Regions from separate parts of the Gossypium hirsutum genome. Here region 2 is linked to region 1. The links are chromatin contacts, called in public Hi-C maps. All regions are on one chromosome and are shown on one strand. The core of a region is the stretch at or near the end of the contact, and the rest is flanking DNA. Distances in the headings are between cores, read along the strand shown. Region 1 holds the start of LOC107890835 (protein BRASSINOSTEROID INSENSITIVE 1). Region 2 holds the start of LOC107890843 (RNA-binding protein 39).

The links. A called contact is a pair of places that touch in the nucleus more often than the background predicts.
Region 2: a Hi-C map of leaf shows a contact between it and region 1, with 8 times the contacts expected there. The contact joins the promoter of LOC107890843 here to the promoter of LOC107890835 in region 1. A contact is called at or near these places in 9 of 34 Hi-C or Micro-C datasets (callus, hypocotyl, leaf and 1 more).

Annotation. Positions count from the first base shown.
Region 1 is chrA11:68,973,337-68,979,662 of Gossypium_hirsutum_v2.1, forward strand. It overlaps LOC107890835 (protein BRASSINOSTEROID INSENSITIVE 1), which reads right to left and starts at 2,133. Exons shown (of 1, transcript XM_016815415.2): 1 at 1-2,133. The coding sequence starts at 1,896.
Region 2 is chrA11:69,178,339-69,184,620 of Gossypium_hirsutum_v2.1, forward strand. It overlaps LOC107890843 (RNA-binding protein 39), which reads right to left and starts at 1,761. Exons shown (of 15, transcript XR_005905265.1): 1 at 678-1,761; 2 at 133-211. LOC107890874 (a long non-coding RNA gene) reads right to left here. Exons shown (of 3, transcript XR_005905273.1): 3 at 5,971-6,185.

The sequences.
Region 1 (6,326 bases), core at 883-3,382:
AATTCTGTCCAACTGTTGCTCTCTAATTCCTGCAAATTCTAGTAAATTTCCTGACCCATGGCACTCCTGGCTTCCATCATTCTTGATATACGTAAACCTCTTCCCAGCAATGAAATTGACAGCAATTTTACCAGATTGTTTGAACAGCATAGGAGGGATGGTCCCATTCAAGTTATTAGTATTAAGATCCAACCATATCAAGCTTTTACACTCTCCGAGCTCCAGCGGGATTCGTCCATAGAAGGAGTTATTGCTGAGCTTGAGGATAGCAAGAATGGAAAGCTTGCCAAGCCAAGCAGGAATCTCACCAGTCAACCGGTTGTTGGATAATGAAATCCAATTCAACTTGGTACAGTTGCTTAGGCCAGAAGGTATTGTCCCAGTCAACTCATTGAAGTCGAGAATCAATGTCTCAAGTGTCTGAATGATTCCTAGCTGTTGTGGGATTTCGCCATGGAGCTGATTCATCCAAAGCTTCAAGTCCTTGAGATTGGAGAGAGATCCCAGGCTTGGAGGAATTGTACCCGTGAGGTAATTGAAGCTCAAATGGAGTGAAACAAGCTGAGAACAGTTACTGAGAGTAGGAGGAATAGAGCCAGTTAAGATATTATTTTGCAAATACAGAACTTTCAACCTGTTGGTGGGATTTTCACACAAAGAAGCAGGGATGGATCCTGAAAAGTTATTTGAACTGAGATCCAGGACGGTCAAGTTGGAAAGACTAGACAAAGACTCAGGCAAAGGACCAGAGAAATAATTAAAAGCTAAACCCAACTCCTTCAAGGAACTCATATTCTGGAATATTTCAATGGGGAGTTCACCAGTGAAGTTGTTACTCGATACAGAAAAAGACTCCATAGAAGAGCAAGAACCAAAGCCACTAGGAACCATACCAGAAAGCTTATTTGAAGAAAGATCCAGCTCAACAAGGCCTGAACAACCTTCTGTGAGATACACTGGAATCTCTCCTTCAAACTTATTTAATGCTAAATAAAGGCGCCGTAATTTGGAAGTTGGCAAAGCTGGAATCGGCCCCGAAAACTGATTGTTTGATAGGTTCAAGAACTCTAAGTTCACACACGAAGAAATTGCATGGGAAATATCACCAGAAAACTTGTTGGTAGATACATCAAGATGTTCCAAAGCTAAGCAGTCTCCAAATGAAGGAGTCCCCATTGAGAAATTGTTGGATGAAAAATCCAAAAACTGCAACTTTCCGCAATTCGACACATTTATTTCACCACTAATCTTGTTTCCTTTCAAAGCCAAGAGCTTCAACTCAGAGCAACCACCATAAAGAATCCAAGGAACCACGTTTCCACCAGATAGCTTGTTGAAAGAAAGATCCAGAGCTTCCAAACTTAGCTTCAAACCCCTGGATTCTTTACCCGAAAACTCAAGGCTATTGCTTGATAGATTGAGAACCTTCAAGTTTGTGCAAGAACCCAAGTTGGAAACAGTTGAAAGAGGACCCGACAAGGTGTTTTGAGATAGATCTAAGGTGGTCAACAGGGAGCTACACTTGGACCCAGAAGGGAAAGAAATGTTGCCAGAGATATTGGCCTTCAACAAAGAAAGGGATTCCAGGTTTTGCAGGGATAAAAGGAAAGCAGCAACAATATGAAAATCAATGCTCAATGCTGTGTAGCTGAGATTAATAGAGGAAACTTTGGAATCTTGGCATGTAACACCTTTGAAGCTACAAGGGTCTTGGTTAGCAACCCAGCTTTGAAGAAGAGATGGGTCAAGCAAGCTGGCTTTGAAGTTAAGAAGTGGCTGAGAATCTCTGTTTTTGGAAGAAGCAGAAGCAGCAGCTTCGAGGGAGATAAGAAAGGTGACGGAGAATGTAAGAATGAGGAGAGAAAAGTATGTTGTTGAGGCTAATGAAGGCCTCATATTTGTGGGAAATTTAACTTCTTTCGGACAAGAAAGAAAGAGGGAGAGAGGTGTTTTAGGATATGATGGGTGCCATTAGAGAGAAAGAAGAGAGCTTTGAGATCTGGTTTTAGAGAGAGAGAGAGATGGTGGTATTAATTTTGTTTGGGTTTGGGAAGAAAGAAATAATGGGAGTCAAAAGACAAGAGCAAAGATGGCAAGAAGGATGTATTATCAAAGTGGGGGAATGGAAACAGCTGTTGTTCACATGGCATGTGAGACACTCTCTCTTTCTTCAACAAGTTCAATTCTTGGATAACTAAATTAATATATTTAATCTAACAATTAAGTATGATTAAGTTAATGATTAAAATATTATGTTTGTCTCTCTAGATGGGTGATTAAGTGTATGAGATTAGGGGATGGATGGGTCTCTCCTTATCTTCTACTTATAATAACTTTCCTTTTTCTTTTTGACTTAATATTTAATATAATTCTATACTAAATATAAACTTTTTTTTGTAGTTTCTTAGAGTTTCATCCCTACTTTACTAAAACTAAAATTTTAGTTTAATCAAATAACACATTTAAATATTTTTATTAAATCGTTAACTTAAAATTCGGGCAATTCAACCTAAAAATTAATATCCAATCATTTATATATAACAAATTAATAAAACTAAGCAATTTAAATCCGTATGTTTATCAACAATGAATTTAACTTTTCATTTTTTATTAAGTATTAAATATCTTGATTAATTAAAATAAAGAGATTAATTTGATATAACAATCATAATTACATTATAATAGAAAATTGGGAATAAAAATCATAATTAGACTATAATGAAGGCAACGTAGGTCATAATATTATCTAATAATTCTAAAACTTATATAAATTTTATTTCACATTATAGAGAAATTTAAAAACTCCTATTTAGTTTATTAATAAAATGTCATGTTTTCGTAGAAAAATATCATGATATAATTAGTTGAAAATATATAACTATATGTTATCAAGTTTTTATGTTTGTTCTAGAAAAAATAATTCTAAAAAAAAATGTTTTGATTTGGTTAAGTCTTAGGATTCTTATCATTTTCCTACACTTAGAACACTATTAAAGTGATTGTTTATAAAATTAGCCTGAAAAGGATTATTTATTATTACATAATAAAGAGTTAAACCAATTAAATTTAAAATTGATGAGATTGGTTCCACTATTAATATAATTTTAAAAATTTTAATTAAAATTTATTATTAAATTTATTAGTTTGAAATTTTAAAATTAAAAAAAAACACTTAAAAATATTGTAAAAATAAGACAATAAATTTAAATTTAACAAAAAATTTAAACAATATTAATAATTAAATTTATATTTTAAATAAAAAATATAAATAATGAAATACAGAATTAATTTTCAAATATAAAAATGACATGGGAAGTTGGAAAGTATTTTAACATAACTTCTATTGTAATTTTTTGTTTATTATTCACTCGCTATCATTATCTTATTCTAATGTTAAAAAGAAAGAAAGAGAAAACTTGTTAGACTGTTTGTCTCTCTAGCTTTTGAAGCGTACGTGTGATAAAGGATTGATCCATCACTGTCAATTAATTGGAGATTCCCAATCTCTTAATTTAATAGGACTTCTGTTTTTGGTCACGAGGATTAATCAAAAGTCATTTTGGCATTTATGTACCTGTAATTTTAAATTTGACCACTCCTTTTCCTTTCTTAAATCTGGTCATTTATAAATTTATATTATATTATATTACATTTAAATCATTTGATATTTATTTATCTAAAATTTAAAAAAAATACAATTTATTTAATATAAATAATAAGGGTGAGTGCTCTATATTTTTAATTAAACAAGCAGAGTTATAAATTTGCCATGAGTTTTATTTTATATATATATATTTTTTATTTCTTTATCATGCTATATATATTTGTCATTAAATCAATCTTACTTTTGGAATTTTTAAATTTCACTAGCAATGTACTAATTTTTTTTTAATTTTTAAATTGTTTATATATTTATGATGTTTTAAGCAAGTTATACATCTTTTTTTCTTACTAGAAACTATTTTTAGGAGAATAGAGGTTACATGGTTACCAAAATAGACTACAACGATCAAGAGATAACAAGACCACAATCGACTTGGAGAAAGATGTCACAAAAGGCCCAACTTGAAAAGTCACATGCAACCTAGAGAAAGAAACTATAGACAGATCGATAAGAAAGTGTTAAATTTGGTGTTCTAAGTGTAGTATATTTGTTTATATACTTGTAATTTTTTTCAAACTAATTGGTTCATAAAATTATTCATGAATTACATTTAAATCCTTTGTATAATGTGCTTTATGTGATTTTTGCATGTAAAACAAAATAGAAGCAGATATTAACTCGATGGTTATCTAATGTTTAACCAATAGTAAGTAGTATTACGTGGTCGAATCGTAATATGGAAATACAACTTGTATTAGTAGACGAACATAAACATGTCCTTAGTCTTATCGAAAATGAGCAAACCAGTTGAAAGGCTAATATGTCGTCTATCAAGTCCAATCGGATCAGATGACTCCCTGAAGATAGAGACATATATGTGACTAACTAGATTAACAAGATATTCGACTAGATCCATATAATACCCCTAACCTGTATCCGTTGCCAAAATAGGGTTACAAGATATTATCAAAGTTTACAGAATAATTACACATAATTATTGTCATTTATTATTTATAATCAAGACTAATTATGTTGTCCCTTAAATGGACCCTTGAGGCCCAATTTAAGTATTATAAGTAGGTCGAGACTAAATCAGGAACTCAGAAATTTTTTCGTAAAATTTCAAAATTTTTCCTAGGTACAGGGGTCGCACGTCCGTGTGGTCCCATGGCATGCCCGTGCTTCAAGCCGTGTCTTACCCTGTGTAACTCCTTAACTTGGGTCACGCGGCCAACCACATGCTTGTGTGCTAGGCCGTGTGGCCAGTTTATTTTCCTAAAATTAGGTACAGTTTTCACACGGCAAAGCCACAAACCCGTGTGCTAGGCCATGTGCCTCACACGGCTGAGACACACGCCCGTGTCTTTGATCGTGTGCTCAATTCTGAGCATTCTGCTTCTAAATTTTAAGATGCAACGGACAAAAGGCCAGACTACACACCCATGTGCATTGCTATGTGTCACACACGGCTGAGACAAACGCCCGAGTCTCTGCCCTTGTGGACGAAAATAGGCCATTTAAAAGCCATTTTTCTCACCCTTTTCACAATCAACTTGCATACAATACTCTCATATACCAAAATAACCCAATTAAGCAACCAATACAAACCAAAAATCAAGTTTTAGACCTAACATATCATCATACAACTTAGTTGCATAAACTTACCACATTAACACCATTCATTGATTACTATAAGCTATTACTAAGTACATGAATAAAAACATACATATATGTATTTGTTCCACTCTCAACCATATTACAGGTTTTCTTCTTTTCAATTTAACCCTATACATGCCATATAAACCTTAAGTTGTATAACAAAATCTACCGGAGTTATCTAGATAATGTGAACCGATGTGTTGATCCAATCCTCCAAACTTCTTGAAAATCTACAAAGAACATTGAACAACTAATGTAAGCTTAACGACGCTTAGTAAGTTCGTTGGCACTAAACATAAATCTTTCTGAACATACTAAAATAATTCATTTAAGTAATTCATTTAATATATTATTCCAGCCAAACACAACTTCAATCGATGAATACACTTATTTGAACTTGATATCAATAACTTAAATTTTTCACATTAATTCCATATAACACTTACAACTTTTTGTAAATTAAAAAACGACTTATAGATTTGAGTACATCGTAAATAGAAGCCCGAAGGCTGCACAAAAGCACATAAGTGCTAAATGGAAACCCGTAAGGGCTAAACGGAAGTTCATAGGAGCTGAACAGAAACTCATAAGGGTTAAACTGAAGCTCAAAAGAGCTAAATGGAAACCCATTAGGGTTAAACGGAAACTCAAGTGAGTTAACTAAAGCTCATGTGAGATAAACAAAAAGCAAACACAAAAGTTCGCAACAAATGCTGAACCTCGGTTTACTTGAGTATTTTGTTGTCAATTATTTTCTTGTATAGAATGAATGTACTTAATCATACGTTCCGATCGCTTCGCACTTTCATTTTAATATACGTAGTTTAGCAATAATTTTATTTTCAACAATAAACATAAACACCTATCGTCAATTAAATAAATAATATTAAAATTTAACCATACGAACTTACTTGGACTAGTTTGTAAAATTTGTTGTAGCTTAGGAACTATTTAGATAATTTATCTTTTCCTTGATTTTCTTTGGATTCTTGATCTATAGTATAAAATTATTCATTCATTATCACATATATTTCAGCCTTATTCCACTTCACAATTTATACCC
Region 2 (6,282 bases), core at 511-3,010, 200 kb after region 1:
TCAACCAATTCAAGGTGAACAACAATTAATAAATAGTGAAATTTAAAAAAAAATGCATGTTGATACACATAAATATTACATTTATATCATACAATACTTTGAAGATGAAAGCAAAAATAGCAATTTATCTACCTGATAAGCAAAAACAGTTCTCTGGTCCCTCTCAGGATCAGCCTCAGGCTCCACTGCATCTTTCTTATCCTTAAATCTCCTGAAACATCCATGTTCATGAGATAATTCAGGATGCCACTAAAATCATGCTCTAAAAAAGAAAAAAGAACCATCTGCACAAAATTACTAGACATTGCCATCGACATCCTACCAAAAATGCACATACAAAAGGCATTACAGTTCTATAACTCTAAAGGATACAACTAAGGAATCCTCTCACCCTATTTCTTGCATATAAATTTACTCCAAAAAATGAATTCTGAAACATCATAAAAAACAATAAACTTCATCCCTAAGGGGTGAGCAGTGAGCACTTCAACCATGTTTATGTGCTTAGATCATGACAGACAATATAATTGGATGGTATAAACACGATGCAAAAATGCATGTTTAATTGAACTTAGCAGTCATCTAGTCATTTCTACATCTGCATAAACATTACAATACTTCAACATAGGTGCCCAGAAATTCATTTTGCACATATAATGTACTTTTTAAAAAATTACCTGCTATCTCTGATGTCAATTTCACGTTCCCTCTCTTGATCGCGTTCACTCTCGTGTCTCCTCAACCTACTACTGCTTCTCTCTCTCCTATCTCTCTCCCGCTCCCTCTCTAGCTCACGATCACTCTCGTGCCTCCTCGACCTACTACTGCTCCTCTCTCTCCTATCTCTCTCCCGTTCCCTCTCAATCTCACGATCACTTTCGTGCCTCCTCGACCTACTACTGCTTCTCTCTCTCCGGTCTACCTCCCTCTCTTTCTCCTTTTCCTTCTCTCTTTCCCTTCTCTCTCTCTCCTTTTCCTTCTCTCTCCTATCCCTCTCTTTCTCCTTATCTTTTTCTCTTCTTTCTCTCTCCCTTTCCTTCTCCCTCTCTCTGCTACCCCTCCTCTCTAAATCCTTATCTCTATCTCTCTCCCTTTCCCTATCCCTGTCGCGGCTGCTTCTATGGCGGTCCTTATCCCGATCTCGCCTCTCCTCGTCGTCCTCATCGCGGCCGCTTCTCGATTTCTTGCTGCTCCTCTTGCCCTCGTCATCCTCTTCCTCTCTATCTCCATCTCTCTTCCTATAGCTTCTCTCGCTCTTATCCTCCGATCCTCCTCTGTCTTTCGTCTTCTTCGGATCTTCCTGCTCCTCAACGGTTTTTTCCAAATACTCGTACTCGTCGAAATCCATTATTTTGTTTCAAAACTTCCGAGATTTCACCTCTTTTTGTTGAAGGTAATAAAGTTGGAACCTCGAAATATGGTTTGAGAAATTAGGGTTTTGTTGGGGTTCAGCTGTCAATTGCAAGGGTTTGGTTTAATTTGGGTCCTCGAAATCTGGGAATGGGACTTGGGTGCAATTTGATAAAATTGCGTGGGCTTTGAGAGAATTTACCAAGAAGTTTGAAGAAAGATTGAAGAAAAGAAACGAGTAGAAACAAAGACAAACAGCAAGTGATTCCCTTTTCCACAGCACATTCACCGGATACGATATGTGTGAAGTGTGTGAAGTGTGTGAAGCGTACGGAATCTATGGGCTTCCAACTTCGTTGTATACAATATTGGGTATGTTATAGGTTTCTGACAATAAGGGTTGGCCTGTGTTTTAGGGAAAATTTGTTCGTCCTTTTTGTGTATTTGTTTTTAAAAAAATAATTTGATTAATAGAAAATGAAATAAAATTAATGTAAAATAAGTTTTTTTTAAATAAATTATCCTCTTAAAAAGCGTAAGTTATTTTCTATAAAAAAATTTAATTAATTTAAGTTAAGCTTAATAATATTATATTGATAATAAATTTTATTTTTATTTTTAAAAATATTTAAAATTATTAAAATATTAATAAAAATATTATATTTTTAATATTATTAAACATATATATTTTATTATTTTATTATATTGATAATAAATTTTATTTTTATTTTTAAAAATATTAATAAAAATATTATATCTTTCAATATTATTAAACATACATATTTAATTATTTATATTTAGTTATATAATAAATTATTTTTATAATTAATATAATTTATTAATAAATTATTTAATATTTTAATTTTATTTTAATAATAAATTTTAAAAATAATAAATTTAAATAATATTATTCAATATTATTGAAAATATTTAATACTAATATTTTAATAATAAATATTTATTACAATTATAAATATGTTAAAAATATTTTTTTTGGAGAAGAAAGGTTAAAATATGTCGTAAGTCTATATAGTATTCACAAATTTGTAATTTAGTCTCTGTACTTTTATTTTTAATAATTTAGTCCGCCTACTTTTCAATTTTGAAAATCAAGTTCAATTGTTAACTTTTTTTTTTTGTTAATTTTGTTGATATCACATTTTTAAATAAAAATAATCACTTGATAGTCTTATAACTAAAAAATGACGTTGTAATAAACCTAAATTTTAAAAAATGTTTTTAATTTAAATTTATAGATATAAAATAAACTCAATTAAACAATGAAAAGACAAGAAAATCTCAAATGTATGTTTGTTTTATTTAAAACAATTTTTATGAAATATTTTTAATAAATCTGTCAAACAACAGAAAATATTTTACACAAATTCATCCAAAAACCAAAAAATATTAATTCTTCCAAGAAAGTAAGTCATTCTCCAGAAATCATTTTCAGTGAAATAACAGACCCTAACTTCAAACTCTATTATTATATAAGAATAGTGTGATTGTTTCACATAAATTGATTTAGGCCTCAGTTTGATAGATGATTAAAAAATATAAAAAAAATATGGTAAATAATAAGTAGATAAAAATTACTTTATCATTGAAAGGAGAATGTTTTCAATTTATTTATCAAACAATCTAATTATATTCAGTAATTAATTTTAAAAATATATTAAACAAATTTTATAACTTAAATTCAGCACTCAAATTTTCAACATTTATTTTTTCAACATTTAATTTTTCAATTTATCAAACAATACCTTATATAAAATGTTTTTTTTTGCATTTTATTGTATTTGATTCATTAAAAAAATTGACCAACAAAATATTACTTGCAAATGAATGGAAATTAAGCTTTTCCTTTCTCTTTTTTATTTTTATTTTTTTTAATTGAGTTAATTTTTGAAAAACATAAGTTATTTTTTAAAAGAAGTGTTCATTTATGGGTTTTTATTTAAAATTAAATTAAATTAAGCATAATATTATTATATTAATGATAATTTTTTATTTTTTTATTTTTAAAAATATTAAAATATTAATATCAAATATCATTTTCTTTTAATATTAATCTCATTACATGTTCTTATCATATTTGCTCTTTTTTCATACAATACTTAGAACTACCCATAGCCCTTCCCCAACACTTAAATAGGAAGATAATGTGCTTCAGCGCACTTAAACTCACTTCCTCCTGCACTAACAAAAATATCGATGTCAATCAAGTTAACACTCAATCGACAAATATTAAAATGTTGAATAATATCAAACATACTTATTTAATTATTTATATTTAATATAGTAAATTCTTTAATATTACAACTTTACTTTTAATAATAAATTTTAACAATAATATTTTTAAATTTTAAATAATATTTTTAAATAATATTGAAAAATGTTTATATTAATATTTTAACTATGAATAAATATTACAATTTATAGATATTTAATAATAAATAAAATATTATTATTTAATAATATAAATATAAGTATTTGTTTAAATCATGATTAACTTCATTTATCCATTCCAACTCTAATGTGTCATTATTCACTTTCATATATGTAATTAGTTTTCTTAGCCGTGCGATTCACTTATTAAGTGTGTATATCAATTAAAATGTATTAAAAATTTTCTAATTTTTATATAATTTTTGTGAATGATATGAGAAAAAATTCAAATTGATTATTCAAGAAATTGTTAGAAATAATAAGTGAAACAATAATTAAAAGGAATAAATCTTAAAATAATACATAAACTTTGGTTTAATATGCATATTTATACATAAACTTTTATTTTATGTAATTTTATACATGAAATTTTGATTTGATCCAATTCTCACAAATTAATATAGTTATTGATATAGCGCTATTTTATATTTATATATTGCATACAAAAATAATTATATTTATCTAATATATAAATAAGTTGATGTATTTATTTCTTTAAAAATGTATGACTGGATATAAATAAAAATTATTTTATTAAAAAACAATTTTTGGTAATTATTTTTATTTAAATAAATTTTAATTTTTTCCAACAGTTTTAAACCTTTTTTACAAGCTTTAAAAAACATATTTTTTTGAAGTAATTCTATGATTTTATTTATGAAAAAAGTCCCATATTTATTTGAGAAAATAGTTTTTAAGTAATAATTTTAAATTAGAAATTTTTATGTTTAGCACCTTTAAGACATTGATTAAAAATTAGAAAAAAAATGTTTAGAAAATAATGGATTATTTGTAAAATTTTGGGAGTGACATTTTTTTATATGTAACGAAATAATTGTTTAGAAAATATATAAAAAATTGTTTGGTGACATGTTTTTAGGTGGGATTTTTTGTTTCAATATTGTATTTATTTTCTCAAATTTCTGGGTGGAATGTATAGAAGAATGGTTAAATAAGTTTAAATATGTCGTTTTTTTTAATTGGTTAAAAATATTTTTTTTAATTTAAGAAAATAGGTTGATTTTAGAGAGAGTGTATGAAAGTGCATCCAATTGGACAAATTTTCTACTGACATGTCAAAGAAAACGTGCCCAGCTAGAAGTGTTTTCTAAAATTTCTAAAGAAAACGTATCCAATTGGGAATGTTTTCCCTGACATGTCAACAGAAAACTCGCTTAGTAGGACGCGATTTCACACTCTTTCTCTAAAATCGATCTATTTCACTAATTTTAAAAAAGAAGATTTATTTAACCAATTAAAAAAATCAGCACATATTAAAGCAAAAAGTAAAAAGTAAAAAAAAATAAATTGTATTAGCGACAAATTCAAATTGTTGTATATAATTATCATTAAATATTTTAAAAATTATTTATTTTAATTTATTGATTTTTTTTCAAAATGTTGTATTTTATTTTAAATATTTATTTATTTTAATGCATCCTACGTCGTTGATGGTGCGCATTCTAAGGGCCAAATACTTTCCTAATACAAGGTTTTTTAATGCTCAGTTAGGTTCCAAACCATCACTCGTTTGGAGGAGCATCTAGAGTGTCAGGAAATTAATTGAGATGGGGCTGAAATGGAATGTGGGAACAGGTGAAAGCATTAACATTTGGGAGGACAGTTGGGTGCCAAGGTTTTTACCTGGAAAAGTTAAAACTTCTAGATTAGGTAATATTGAGAAGGTGTCTAAGCTTATTTTGCCAAATGGAATGGGTTGGAAACGGGATTTGATTGACTCGCTTTTTGTAGCTGCTGATGCAATCCTCATTCAGGGTATTCCTTTACCGTCTGTTCCATAAGAGGATTTCTCGTGTGGGACGGTGAACGCTCGGGTTTCTACTCTGTTCGTAGTGGTTATCGTTTATTACTCCAACAGCCAACTCTTTTATCATCTAGGCATTATGTTTTCAAGAAATTTTGGGCAACTAGATGTCCCCCGAAAATCAAAATAGCTTTGTGGAAATTTGTTCATGGTTTTGTAGCCACTAGACCATGCCTATACAATAGAAGAGTTGCAAATAACCCAAGCTATCCGAGGTGTAATGTTGATCATGAGGCAATGAACCATGTGCTAAGATTTTGTGCTAAAGTGAAAGATGTGTGGGTAATCTTGGGTTACCCTTTGCATATGGTTAGTACTCAAATGGATTTCCATTAGTAGCTTTCATGGATACTGAAAATGCATCATATAACAAAACATAATGAAATTTGTGTTACAATGTGGGCTATATGGTTTGCCCGAAATCATATGGTGCATGAGGGAACAAACCAGAGTGTGGGTGAGATTGTTGGCTTCATTCGCAGCTATTGTGTGAAGTTGGTCTCTGTGATCCATACGAATAATGGTGTAGTCTCCAACATTCAAGTTCGGTGGTCTCTGCCACCTGCAGGGGTGGTCAAAATAAACGTTGATGCAGGGTTTAGATTAAATCAAAAGAAGGCTGCAACAGGGGTTGTAATTCGAGATGAAAGTGGGGAAAT